Linked DNA regions of Oryctolagus cuniculus: regions 2, 3 and 4 are each linked to region 1. A link is a contact called in public Hi-C and Micro-C data. All regions are on one chromosome and are shown on one strand. Each heading gives the region's core, a stretch centred on a gene start, on an enhancer-like site or on the middle of the called end of the contact. The rest is flanking DNA. Distances are from core to core; before and after follow the strand shown. Region 1 holds the start of SNAI2 (snail family transcriptional repressor 2). Region 2 has its middle 310 kb from the start of CLXN. Region 3 has its middle 230 kb from the start of CLXN. Region 4 has its middle 170 kb from the start of CLXN.

Region 1 (3,040 bases), core at 325-2,824:
CTCTAAGATAACATGCATTTTGCAGGAAATGGTGTGGGAAGGACAAGGAGGACTCCTGTGCAAATGAACCAGGTGTCTAAATCTGAACAAAAGTAGCCGGCTCGGAATCCCGACTCCGACTTAGACTCCAGGTACGGACTGTGGTAGCACCTAATGTGAATTCATATTTTGCATTTCCTGCCCATCAGGTTCCCATAGCATAAGGAATCATCTGAATTCCTTTCTCTGCTTGACATTTAGAACAGTGACTGCTGGACTCACAAAAGGGACTCATTGAAATCAGCTCAGGAAACCTATGAGCATGGCCCTGGTACACAACACACACACACACACAAACACAGCAGTCTGGTTTTCTCACCCCAAGATTAAGCAGTTAGGCCGTCTGACAATGCACTTCTCACCCAAGTCCTGACATCACCACTGTTGTTTTCTTTTCCACATTTTTCCCCTTCTAGCACCTGTTAGAAACAAGAATAGGGTGGTCTTCTTGCAGATTTCTTCTGTCTTCATTCTTTGAACAAGTAGGAAGGAAAATGTGAAATGGACTGGAATGTTTGAAAAGATGGTTGATATTTTACTTTCAAACAGAGCCAGGTTAGAGGAATTTTAGATTTAATACCATACTCATAAGCAAGGTGTTTTTGCTGGTGACCCAATACCTCCTTAAAACTTCATAGATGTAGTGCTCCTAAGGGCATCCTTGTATATTTTTCGGTGCACTACAGGAAATGGGTTCATACTGGCATGGGTTATGATGAATGTATTCTGAGGGAAGTAGCCCCAAATGAAAGTACATAAATACTTGAAACATTTGTCTTCAAAGATCCATGCTAGCCTTTCTCGCTCATGAAAAAAAAAAAAAAAAAAGCCTTGTGGTACTCGAACTCTTCTCAAAGGCGCTTGTGCGAGAATTTTCCACGGCCCATAATGACAGTTTAACTATTGTCCCTCCCTCTCTGCCAGCCTTTCTATCTTTGCGGATTCTCTCCTCCCCGGAGAAGCAGCCCTGCGACGGGGCTACAAAGCAATTCTCAGCCCCCATGGCTAACACGGTGACAGGACTACCTAACGTCCAGGAGAAAAAGCGCCGCCTCTGGCTCAGCCTAGGGCTGGCCGCGCACAGCGGCCGCCGAGCGCTGGGGCAGCGGCCGGGGCTGCGGACCGGGACTAGCCCCGGGAGCCCCCACACCGCGGCGCTTTTGTCTTCACACTTCCACCTTCCTTTCGCAAACGCCAAGAACAGCTCTTTGTTTGCTCCCTGAGCAAGGCAACCCTCTCCAAATGCCACTTCCAAATACAGGCGCTCCTGAAGCCCAGGCTCCCCGCTAGCTTGCAGGCCAGCTTTTTCCTTCCTCGGGCGGACATTGCGTGCCTTCGCCTGCGCGCTGCCCACATCTGGACGCCAGGCCGGCTCGGGGCAGCCATCGCAGCCCCTCCGACCGAGCCCCGGAGCTCCGGGAGAGTACGAAATCGGTGGGCAGAGCTAACGCAGGGACATCGACTCTCTTAGAAATATTTAAGCACCTCTCCCCGCCTCTCCCCTGAAATACCGAAAAACAGTCCATTTTGAAGCAGAATAATTTAGTCTGACAACAGATTCTTCCTCTGTTCACAGCTGTCCCAGGGGGCGGGGCTGAAACCTGAGCCTCTCGGCTGTGATTGGATCCTTCTTGCAAAAGAGAGGAAAAAAAAACCCTCGCAGCCCGAACGGGCTCAGTTCGTAAAGGAGCCGGGAGACCTCAGAGGCGCCGGCCCGTCCGCCCGCGGCACCTGAGCGCGGCCCGAGCCCAAGCCCGGCCGGCCGCGATGCTGTAGGGACCGGCCGCGTCCTCCCGCCGGACCGTTATCCGCGCCGGGCGCCCGCCAGACCTGCCTGCAAGATGCCGCGCTCCTTCCTGGTCAAGAAGCATTTCAACGCCTCCAAAAAGCCGAACTACAGCGAACTGGACACACACACAGGTAAACAAAAAAATAATGATGAAAAGTTTGCCTAGAACTGTAACGATATGCAAATATAAATAGGTGTGCCTGCTGAAACACTGGATTACAAAAGAGCTAACGTCTCAGCTGTTTCCTTTGGAAACTGTTCTAAAGGAGAGCTGGGCGTCTTTTGATCACCTAGAACTCGTTTTAATTCAAAACTTTGAAAACTCCTAACTGACAGGGAAGACTTTATTCAGCGCTGGCAGCTTCCGTCTCTGGAGCTTGTAGGTACTTGCACAGTGATCTGTGGCAGATGAGCCACTCAGCTACGTCAGTGTGCAATTGTTGCTTTTTTCCCTTCTTGGAGCTTCTTTCCTTCAGAAGGCAGCCTGACCTCCCCCCTGTGTTGGCTCTCGGCGGTTATAACACATGTAAATAGCTCGTGCCTTCCGTGGAAAACAGCTGTTGTGTCTGCTCTTTAGAAATAAGGTCTGGGTTCTTCCTCCTGGATGGGGCGGGAAGGCACTGCCTGGGCTGCGCTCCCGGGGTGCCCAGTGCGGGGCTGGCGGGGGCAGCTGTCAGGCTGTGTGTGCCTCCAGCACAGTAACCATGTAGTGGCCAGGGTGGAAGGGCAGTGTTTTCCCAGTGCGTGTGTCCTCTTAAACGAGGCTCTCTTCTTCATTACCAAGTGCTCTCTGTGTTGTCAGATCTTTCCTGCCTGTGGGTGTGTGCATGTTTTATCTCAGTTATTTTTTTTTTACCTAAATCTCCTTCTCTCTCCTTTTCTTTCCCCCAGTGATCATTGCCCCATATCTCTATGAGAGTTACCCCATGCCTGTCATTCCACAACCAGAAATCCTCAGCTCCGGAGCGTACAGCCCCATAACCGTGTGGACTACGACGGCACCATTCCACTCCCCTCTGTCCAGCGGCCTCTCTCCTCTCTCCGGATACCCCTCCTCCTTGGGGCGCGTGAGTCCCCCTCCTCCATCCGACACCTCATCCAAGGACCACAGCGGCTCCGAAAGCCCCATTAGCGATGAAGAGGAAAGACTGCAATCCAAACTCTCAGACCCCCATGCCATTGAAGCTGAGAAGTTTCAGTGCAATTTATGCA
Region 2 (3,040 bases), core at 345-2,844, 500 kb after region 1:
ATGCTGAACACCTGCCATGTTCTCTGCACAGCCACCAGCCCGAGCCGACCTCCAGGACTCTCCCAGGGCAAACCAGAGCAGTGGCCCTGGGCAGCTGTGGGAACAGGAGCAGGAAATGGGGGACCCTGGAAGACAGAAGAGAGCGCTTCCTGTGGGGATAGATAAAAAAAAAAAAAAAAAAAAAAAAAGAATCACAGCCAGGCTGTGGGAACCTCTCCCAGGCAAGCAGGAGCACGTGGGCTGGGGAACTTCCTGAGCCAGGGAGCTGGCCGCAGTCATTTGCTGTAGCTGTTTATTTGTTTTCTAGGAGATTTTTGCATAATTTGGACAAAAGGAGAGAAGATAGAAAGCTAACTGTGTTTGGTTCCCCTTTGGAAACCAGGGTTCACAGAGCTCGCTCGGGAAGCTGGGTGACAGGAGCGCTGGCATCCAGACCAGCAGGGGACATGCCCAGCAAGTCCGACAGACCTGTCCCCACGGGTGGACAGCCAGCCAGTCAGCCGGCAGTGGACACTGGCCGTCAAACATGATGCAGTAGGGGGCCGCCAGCCGGCTGCCTCCCTCCTATCCAATGAGTGAGTCCTTCATGCCTCAGCCAGCCGTGGGCCAGCTAGGAGGCATTCCCTCCACAGTCCCTCAACCAGGAAGCCATTTGTCATTATCAGAGGCCTTATCAGAGCCTGGCATTCCTCTGCATTCCCAAGAAAGGCTCTCCATCATTTTTACCAAGACTTAGCCTTCACCCAGCTGATGCTGCACAGGAGCACTGTAAGCCATGAAGTTCGAGAGCAAAAATTAAGTGGGGGTAGCAGTCAGTTTCCAGGGCTTTTCAGTAGCAGAAACATATATTCTTGAGTCTCCTATGGTAATTACTGAACGGACTGGAGATAGGCCGGGGGGGGGGGGGGGACTGACTGTCTCAGCAGGCAGGACACAGGTTCAAATCACAGGGCCACAGTGAGCAGGCAGAGGCGTCCTGGTGCTGGTGCATCGCTGCTTCTCCCAAAGCATCCTCTCCTGGCTAAGGGAGCAGGGCCCTGGTAGTGGATCCCCAACTCTGGTCAGGTTTCCTCTGCCCTCGGTCAGGTTCCACGTTTGCACAGTGCCTCCTGCAGGGAGCCACTTCTCTGGACCATGGGCTCGCTCTCTCAATCAAAACCCCGACACTCGTCACAGAGTCTCCTGCAAGGCCCAGGGTGTGAGCAGCCCTCCTGCGAGGCCTCAGCTGCAGCCAAGGGTCAGGGTGTCCGTGAGTGTCACTCAGGCGAGCTGTAGGCACACTGGGTCTCAATGCCACAGGTACTTTTCTTTTTCCTTACAGAAAATCTCCCCTACTTTATTGCCTTCTCTCCACGTCATCCCTTCTCTTCGTTGCTCCCTCCCTTCCTTTCCTTTAGGATCCTCGTAGCCCCAGACGGCACAGCAGGACCTGTCTCGGGCAAGGGCCCCACGTGGCCTGGGACCTCGCAGGGTCCCTTTCTCCCAACTCACTTGAGCAGATGCTCCCAGAATGCCTGTCACAGCCCTGCCCGTGTCCACCGCTCTCCTGTGTACTCACAAATTCCCCTTCAGCTGTGGGTCATCCTCCACTAAAGCAAAGCAGTCCACACCCCAAACTTGCCCTGGCCCCCGGAACTTCCGGGGCAGATGCGAACATCCACCTGCACAGTAGCGGAGGACAAAGGACGGAGGTGGAGGGGACAAGGGCATCTCCACACGGAACACAAACAAGCCCAGGGTTAGCCCTTCCCTGGGACACAGGGCATCTTCTGCCTCCCCAGAGCCGATGGAAAGATTTTGGAGGTATTAATAGAATGCAGATGTTGGAGAAGGCGACTCGGAATTCTGCTGAACAAATGACCCTGTTGGGAGGTCGCCTCCACTCTTGAGGGACATTCTGCAGAGGGCCCAGCTGATCGTCTCATATTGAAACAACATGTCCAAGACACATTCCAGCCAGAAGAGAGAGGAACAGGGCTAACTCCGACCAAACATAAATCATCAGGCAAAAGGGCAACTGCACTCCCTCCGCTCTGCGCCCCCTCCTTCCCTGTTCACCCTCCACCCCCGCCCACCCCCCAAGGAAAACAGAGTGGGAGCGGGAGATTGCCAAGCCAAGCGCTCCCAGGCGCCAGCCAGCCGAGCGCGGCACACATGGCGGCCGTTTGGGACGCTCACGGCTTTCGGCGCTGTGGTCTTGATGTTTTTGCTCGGCTGCAATTTGTTTCTGCTCTTCAGTCAAGTCCGTACAACGCTGGGATCCCCTAGAGAGTTTAGGCTCTGACCTTATGACAATTAACACTAGAGGCCAAGAAAAGGAAAGGAGATGAAGCAGCAGCTCCGTGCCTGGGAGGTGGACTGCGGGACGGACTGGGGGGCTCCTCACCCGAGTCGGTGTGCGGCTTGTGAAACGATTCGCAGCCCATAAAAAAGGACGCAGTGTCTTTCGGGAGACAAGTTGCCAGAATGGAAAGAAAGTCTCTTTCAAAGACTGCCAGCCCTGGCCATTCCCGGTGGTTGAGCTGTGTGTTCGGGGAAGGACACAGATTAGCCAGGGGCTGGGGCCGAGCACCTTCCGCAGGAGCCTTGGCCGGGGCCATTCCTAACTGGGTCAGACTCGGTGTCCTGGATCAGAAGCTGTGGGCTGGGTCCCTCCGGCCACCAGCGCTGCATGGTTGATGAGAGGACACCGGGCAGGGCGGGAGGGGCATCTGGCCTCATGGCTCACACTCATGGCATGGGGTGGTGAAGGCCACAGCATGCAGGCAGCCTCTGGGAGCTGCCGGCCACGGTGACACTCAAGGCCTGCCTGGCCCCCCAGCTCTGGGATGGCCACCAGACATGCAGGAGCAAACATCCACACACAGACCAGGCACCTGCAAAGCACACGGGCTGGGGAGGAGCACCAGAGGCACCGGCTCCCAGATACAGCCGGAGCGCACTTCACTTCATGCATTTCTTTCAACCCAGTTTAGCTCCCTTTCTCTCTGAGCCCAGTGCCAATCTGCAGGAAGGGCCTTGACATCAGTGTGCCCTCATG
Region 3 (3,040 bases), core at 343-2,842, 420 kb after region 1:
CAGCCACAAGACCCAAACCACCACAATTCTCCCCAAGAGAAAGCTCACCCCCAGCCTAGGGAGACTCAGCAGCTCTGTCCTAGGGGAAGTCCTGTTCCCAAGGCCCTCCCCCACCCCAGGAAAGCGGCTGCTCTGTGACATGTCAAAGGGCACAAGGCACACCAAACATGTGGGATCTCTCTTCCCCAGGAAGAAAAGGCATCCAGTCTCGTTGCTGCTCTAAGCAGCTGTTTCATTATTAGCTTCTGAGTACAGTGTTTTATACAATACCCCCAGAACAGCAATGAGTTTGGAAAGAGCTGGGTCCCTCAGTTTTGCTGTGTCACCAGCATCAGAATTAACACCCACACCCCACCCCACCAAGGTACCATCTCCAGGAAACAGCTCAGATGAGCTGATCTGCATAACCTCCCATCAACTCCTGGAGACTGGGACCTCCAACACAAAAACTGGAACCCCTACATGCTCTTTCTCCCTCACTCAAAATTAAAATAACCACTCAGTAGGGGTGAGGACTGTACACGGGTGAACCGTTCAAATGAAATAAGGGTCCACTCACTGCCAACTCAGCTTCCCTCTGCACACTTCCAAAGCCGACCTCTCTCTTATCCCACCTGTGTGTGAAGCCCTTGCAACCATCCAATAAGCACACTCTTTTAACACGAAACAATGGAAAGTGAGAAGGCTGTTTCATTACTTTTCCATCTCTGGCTCAGGCATGAAAAGGCTATTTTGAGCCGACTCTTACAGGAAGTACCAAAAACCTCAGGAGAGGTTTCCAGTGCATTTTAGCTGGCTGTTTGAGACATTTCCGACAGGTTTCTGCTGAAGACCCAAACATGTGGGTGCTTATCTGAACTGAACCCAAATCTTAGGAATTTTACACCTCACTCCTGAAAACCTCACAGCATGCTCTGACTTGCAGCTCCCGAGGCACTGTCTCCTGGGACTAAGCGTCACCTTTATATCCACCTGTTCCGCCCAGGGTGGTTGCACAGCCCATGGCAGCCACGCGGGGCTTCCTCAGGCTTTGTCTGGAATTCTCTGATTCATTCTAGATGGTCTGTGCAACCACCAGGCTTTCAAAGCAAGCCCACTGGAGTGCTTCACAGTTGGATGATCATAGCAGGGCTTTATAATAAATCCACTGGAAGCAACTCCGAACAGGTATCAGCTAGAAGGACAATTAGAGTGCACGTTCTGCCAGGAAACTCTGCCAGTTTTTACCTGTTAAAGCAACTGGGAAAGAGACCTGTACTTGTTGAAAAAATGTACTTGTACATGCATGCATCATGTGGGAGGGTGAGCAGGTGTTTGCAAGCCACAGAGCCACAGTTATATTCTTAACAATGCCTTCTCCAATTTACAAAGAATGCGTGGTGCTCAAGCTCTCTTACCAGAGCGGGAAATGTCGGATGAAGCCCAGGAGCCTAACGGAGTGATGAGCATTTCAGAGTGGAAGAAAGTGTTCTCCAGTGAGCATGAATTTCCATAGCCCAGAGGTTTGGGGTTGTCTTTTTTTTTTTTAAACCAACTAACTTCAGATTCTTCTTCCTGACTCCTCTGCCAAACAGTGGGAAGGAAGCCAGCCCTGGTAACCAAGGCCCAGAGGTGACCATCAGTCATTTGTTCACCTTCAGTTCTGGGGTTTGCCCAGAAGCACCAGTGTCCCCTCTGTGCTTATGTGACGGGACCCCACTGAGGGAACAAAGAGACAATAAAGTAATTCATTGAGTAACCCTGCTGAGAAATGAATCCTGTTTCAAGCCAAATCTAATTGCACAGAGACACTTAAATTAGTGCCTAGGTGATAATAGATAAGGAATGCTTTCATGCTGCCTCAACGCCTGCCTAGCGAGGCTCTTGTCAAGAGCGGGCAGAGCACCCTGCTAATGCACATGCTAATGGGGATTGCATCAGTGTATTCTACAGACTAATTTACCATTAGAAGGCCATACACAGAAGACATGTTTTCATGACAAAGAGAAAATAAATTGAGGTTTCTGTAGAATTCTTCTGGCTGTTCCCTTCTGTGCAGTGTGGTCAGGATACAGGGCTGCCCGTCTTCTCTGCTGAGTCTGAATCGCTGCTCCCTCGGAGAAATCTGAGCCGCCAGATCCTCAGCATCCGGCACAAGCAAAAGCCCAGGTGAATCCTGCACTTCTGCTGTCCCAGTTCTTTGGCGAACAAAGCCACTGCCTTCAGGAAGTGGCCGCCCGTCTATTCTTGGTCTGTGGTCTGCGGTCCAGCCCATTGTGGTCAGGGTCGTGGTTTCCTCCTGCTGTTTATTCCTGTGAAGGTACCATCTTGAGCGGTGCCAACTTGTTACCAGCCCCACTCCCTCCCCTGACAGAGTTTTGTATTGCACCTGCCTAACTCTTAGACCACTCCCACACCTACATCAGGGAAATTCACGTCTGGCTAGCACAGGCTGTCAGCAGCCCAAGGTCTCCTTCTGTTTGTACTCATAAAACAAAGGAAATAGTGAAAGATACTGGAACTGAACCAGCTGCACAAGTATCACTTTTAACCTGATCAGGGGTGCCCAGAGTTACAGGAGCAAGTGGCAAGATGGGAGACCGAGCCCACAGGGGCCCCGTGCATGGATGGCTTCGTGCCAAGTGTATGGTGCCCGGCACAGGTGAGGGGCCCAGTGGATTGCCAGGAATTGGCAATAGCCAAATTTCCTGGGGACTTCGACCAACTTCATTTTCGGACACTGGTCAAGCCGTGAAGCTGAGGCTCTTCTCCACCTGTATGACCCTTTTTAATCAGTGTGATTTTAATGGAAAATGGCATTTGTATTTGAAGGAGTCCCAGGAAAGGCTCTTGGGCTGAGAAATCGGAGCCTGGATGGAGACACCCAGGCTTACCTGCACAGAGTCACCTTCTTTCCTGTAGCTGCAGATGCAAATACATCTACTTGTAAAAGCTTAATCAGGGTCTTGAAGGGGTGGCAGCCTTGTAAAGAGTGGAAGGGGTGGGGGGTGCACATAGATGCGAAGTGTCGGCTCCATCCTGTGTGTGCACCTGAACAGAA
Region 4 (3,040 bases), core at 372-2,871, 360 kb after region 1:
ATGTTTAAACAAAACAAAACAAAACAAAACAAGAGACAGAGGTTGGTTTTAGTTGGATGGGTGCTTATTTCACCACTGTTGTTTTTATTTTTAAAAAAAGATGTTTTTAGGGGCTGGCGCTGTGGTGTAGCGGGTAAAGTTGCCGCCTGTAGTGACGGCATCCCACATGGGCACTGGTTCAGGTCCTGACTGCTCCACTTCTGATCTAGCTCTCTGCTATGGCCTAGGAAAGCAGTGGAAGATGGCCCAAGTCTTTGGGCCCTTGCATATACATGGGAGACCCGGAGGAAGCTACTGGCTCCTGGCTTTGGATCAGCACAGCTCCAGCCGTTGTGGCCAAATGGGGAGTGAACCAGCAGATAGAAGATCTCTCTCTCTCTCTCTGCCATTCTCTGCCTCTCTTTCTCTCTCTATGTAACTCTGACTTTCAAATAAATACATCTTTTAAAAAAGGATATATTTATTTATTTATTTGGAAAGCAGAGTTATGGTGTGGGGGAGAGAAAGAGAGTTCCATCCACTGATTTACTCCCCAAATGGCCACAACAGCCTGGGCGGGGCCATTTCAAAGCCAGGAGCCTAAAACTCCCTCCAGGTCTCCCACCATGGGGCTAAAGGGGCACAAGCACCATCTTCTGCTGCCTTCCCAGGCACATTAGCAGAGAGCTAGATTGGAAATGGAGAGCCAAGACCGGAACCCTTGCTCATGTAAGATGCCGCTCTCACAGGCAGCAGCTTACCCCACTGCACCACAGCATCAGCTCCAGCACTGTTGTTCTTAACCTCACAGGTGATTGACTCACACGCCCTCGGCCTCACCATAGCATGGAGCCCAGGAAGGACTCATCGGTGTCCCCCTGCTCCAAATCCTTACCACTGTGCAGCTCCCAGCAGCCCAGCACTGACAACAGGCACAGTGTCATCACAGCCTGCACAGGGTGGAAAACCCTTTGTCCCGGAATGCTGAGAACTCTTCCACCTCTGAGTCAGTTAAACTTCCTCCCATGGCATCACCCCCTGGAAGAGACGAATAAGTGAATTGTAAATAAGACAATTAAAATCTGTCATAACACTGAAACAAATTCATGCTGCAGCTGAACAAAGTTATTTTATTTGGAAAGAATCAAAAGTTACTTGTGTCTCACTTGCTTCTGATAAAGGTTCTTAAATAGCCAAGAGGATTAGGAATGTAGTACTTAGTAGTAATAACTTATTCCCCATAAAAATGATCCTTGGCCAAGGACCAGCTAAAAGTTATGTAACCCAAATTACATTCATGACAGTTGAAAAGGGTTTGCTTTCGCAAAACTCCGATGTCCTCCAGCAGATTCCCTAATCGCTACCTGATGGCGCATTATTCAGGAAAGTACAGAGAAAGAAACCCAGGGAGAAAGCACAGGGGAGACAGAGGGAGAGCCGTGTGAACGCTCGGTTTTCAGAAAGATGACCCGGAATAAGACTTGAATGCGTTTCAAAGAATAGGAAACAAGTCATTGAAAGTGTGTGTGCTGTGAAGTATTCCATGTCTGCCTAAGCCTGATTTTCCCTCTGGGAATCCAGACACACGTGATGGCCAGCAGAAGCTTCCTGCGTGAAGATTCCACATTTGCCTGAGTGAACTAAGAGAAAGATTAGCAGACCCAGCAGGCACCCTCTTAGGGGATGGCAAGTTCCACCCGACAAGACAGGGTTGAAGATGCCAAGTGACTTCTTGACAACCAGGCTGGTGCAGAAAAGGAACGACGGCTGTGCCTCCATGTGGCACAAGTGCATGCCCTCCACCTCCCTGAGGCACCAGCCCTTGAACTGAACAAGGGAGTTACAACTCAGTGCTGGGCACATGGCTGAGCCAGTTAGGAAGGTGAGGTGCAGACAGGACAGCTTCCATGTTGCCTGTGGACTGGAGGAGGACATCCACCCCAGGCTTGTACATGGCCTTAGGGCAGTCACCATGGAGGATGGAAGCCACGGGAGCACACACTGGCATTGCCGGGAAGCCAGAGGACAGGGAGATCCCAGACAGGGGAGCCCTGGAGAGTCTCCGGGAAAGGAGAACTGAGGACCCAGGGTTCTGCTTCAGCTCAGACCTAGAAACAAAGATTCAGATTGGAAACCACATATATTTTTTTTGGGGGGGGGGGTTCATTTCCTTCCTCAGGAATGAAATGCTGCTCCCTAAATGCCCTGTGAGGATCTCATTGCTTTTCCCAGTGCACCTCACAGTTCTTAATGAAAGTCTGTCTGCCCCTCAAGGCCAAGACTGTGTCTCAAGAATGAGTGCCCTGCACCTGCAGCCATGTGCAGCCCATGGCCAGCAGTCAGACCATGGGGAGAGAAGGAGAGAAGTGTAGCTGGGCGTGGAAATCTGAGGTCTGTGATGGGTGGTCTTCCTGTGAGCTGAAGGTGTGGATGTCTCCTTGACATGAATCCAATAGTGAACCCCATAGCACTGCTGAGCCAGTCAATAACAGCGCCTCCTAGAGTTCTGCTCAAGACAGCACCTGTCTTTTGAAGGTAAAAGAACAAGTCTTTGTGATTTTAAGGGGGTTGCAAAATCCCAAAGCTAGATTTAGGTACAAAAGATGCCCATTGTGTTATTTTACTTCTTTTTACATTTAGAAATCAATAGTAGGAAGGATAAAAATTGCACAAGGCTTGAACACTTAAGCTAGGCTCATAGGAGCCTTGAGAAATAGTATGTGGCTTCTCAGGAGAAAACAAACAAAACATTTGAAAATAAACCTAGGAGCAGGTATTTGGCCTAATGGCTAAGAGGCCAGTTGGGATGCCTGCGTCTCACATTGGAGGGCTTGAGTTCAAGTCCCAGCTGTGCTCCTGACTCCAGTTTCCTGCTAATGCAGACCCTGGGAGGCAGCAGTGATGGATCACATAGTTGGGTCCCTGTCACCCATGTGGGAGACCTAGATTGAGTTCCAGGCTCCTGGATTCAACCACCCCAGCCTCGGCCCTTGTGAACATTTGTGGAGTGAACCAACAGATGGGAACTCTGTCTGTCTGACTATCCAAAGCAAAAAAAAAA

The links. A called contact is a pair of places that touch in the nucleus more often than the background predicts.
Region 2: a Micro-C map of ear pinna shows a contact between it and region 1, with 6 times the contacts expected there. The contact joins the enhancer-like site here to the promoter of SNAI2 in region 1. A contact is called at or near these places in 2 of 6 Hi-C or Micro-C datasets (ear pinna and an unstated tissue).
Region 3: a Micro-C map of ear pinna shows a contact between it and region 1, with 8 times the contacts expected there. The contact joins the enhancer-like site here to the promoter of SNAI2 in region 1. A contact is called at or near these places in 2 of 6 Hi-C or Micro-C datasets (ear pinna and psoas muscle).
Region 4: a contact with region 1 is called in a Hi-C map of an unstated tissue, with 5 times the contacts expected there. The contact joins the enhancer-like site here to the promoter of SNAI2 in region 1. A contact is called at or near these places in 2 of 6 Hi-C or Micro-C datasets (ear pinna and an unstated tissue).

The regions. Positions count from the first base shown.
Region 1 is chr6:73,115,650-73,118,689 of mOryCun1.1, reverse strand. It overlaps SNAI2 (snail family transcriptional repressor 2), which reads left to right and starts at 1,574. Exons shown (of 3, transcript XM_002710513.5): 1 at 1,574-1,959; 2 at 2,720-3,040. The coding sequence starts at 1,881. It overlaps LOC103348011 (a long non-coding RNA gene), which reads right to left and starts at 1,667. Exons shown (of 3, transcript XR_007918597.2): 1 at 1,551-1,667; 2 at 359-458.
Region 2 is chr6:72,614,750-72,617,789 of mOryCun1.1, reverse strand. No RefSeq gene overlaps it. Among named protein-coding and RNA genes, the nearest start is that of CLXN, 310 kb to the left of the region's middle. Within about 2 kb of position 1,594, at least 3 of the 8 cell types and tissues checked have an H3K27ac peak or open chromatin away from gene starts, as enhancers often do. A contact at or near this core is called in ear pinna, where this site is marked.
Region 3 is chr6:72,695,298-72,698,337 of mOryCun1.1, reverse strand. No RefSeq gene overlaps it. Among named protein-coding and RNA genes, the nearest start is that of CLXN, 230 kb to the left of the region's middle. Within about 2 kb of position 1,592, at least 1 of the 8 cell types and tissues checked has an H3K27ac peak or open chromatin away from gene starts, as enhancers often do. A contact at or near this core is called in ear pinna, where this site is marked.
Region 4 is chr6:72,756,227-72,759,266 of mOryCun1.1, reverse strand. No RefSeq gene overlaps it. Among named protein-coding and RNA genes, the nearest start is that of CLXN, 170 kb to the left of the region's middle. Within about 2 kb of position 1,621, at least 1 of the 8 cell types and tissues checked has an H3K27ac peak or open chromatin away from gene starts, as enhancers often do. A contact at or near this core is called in ear pinna, where this site is marked.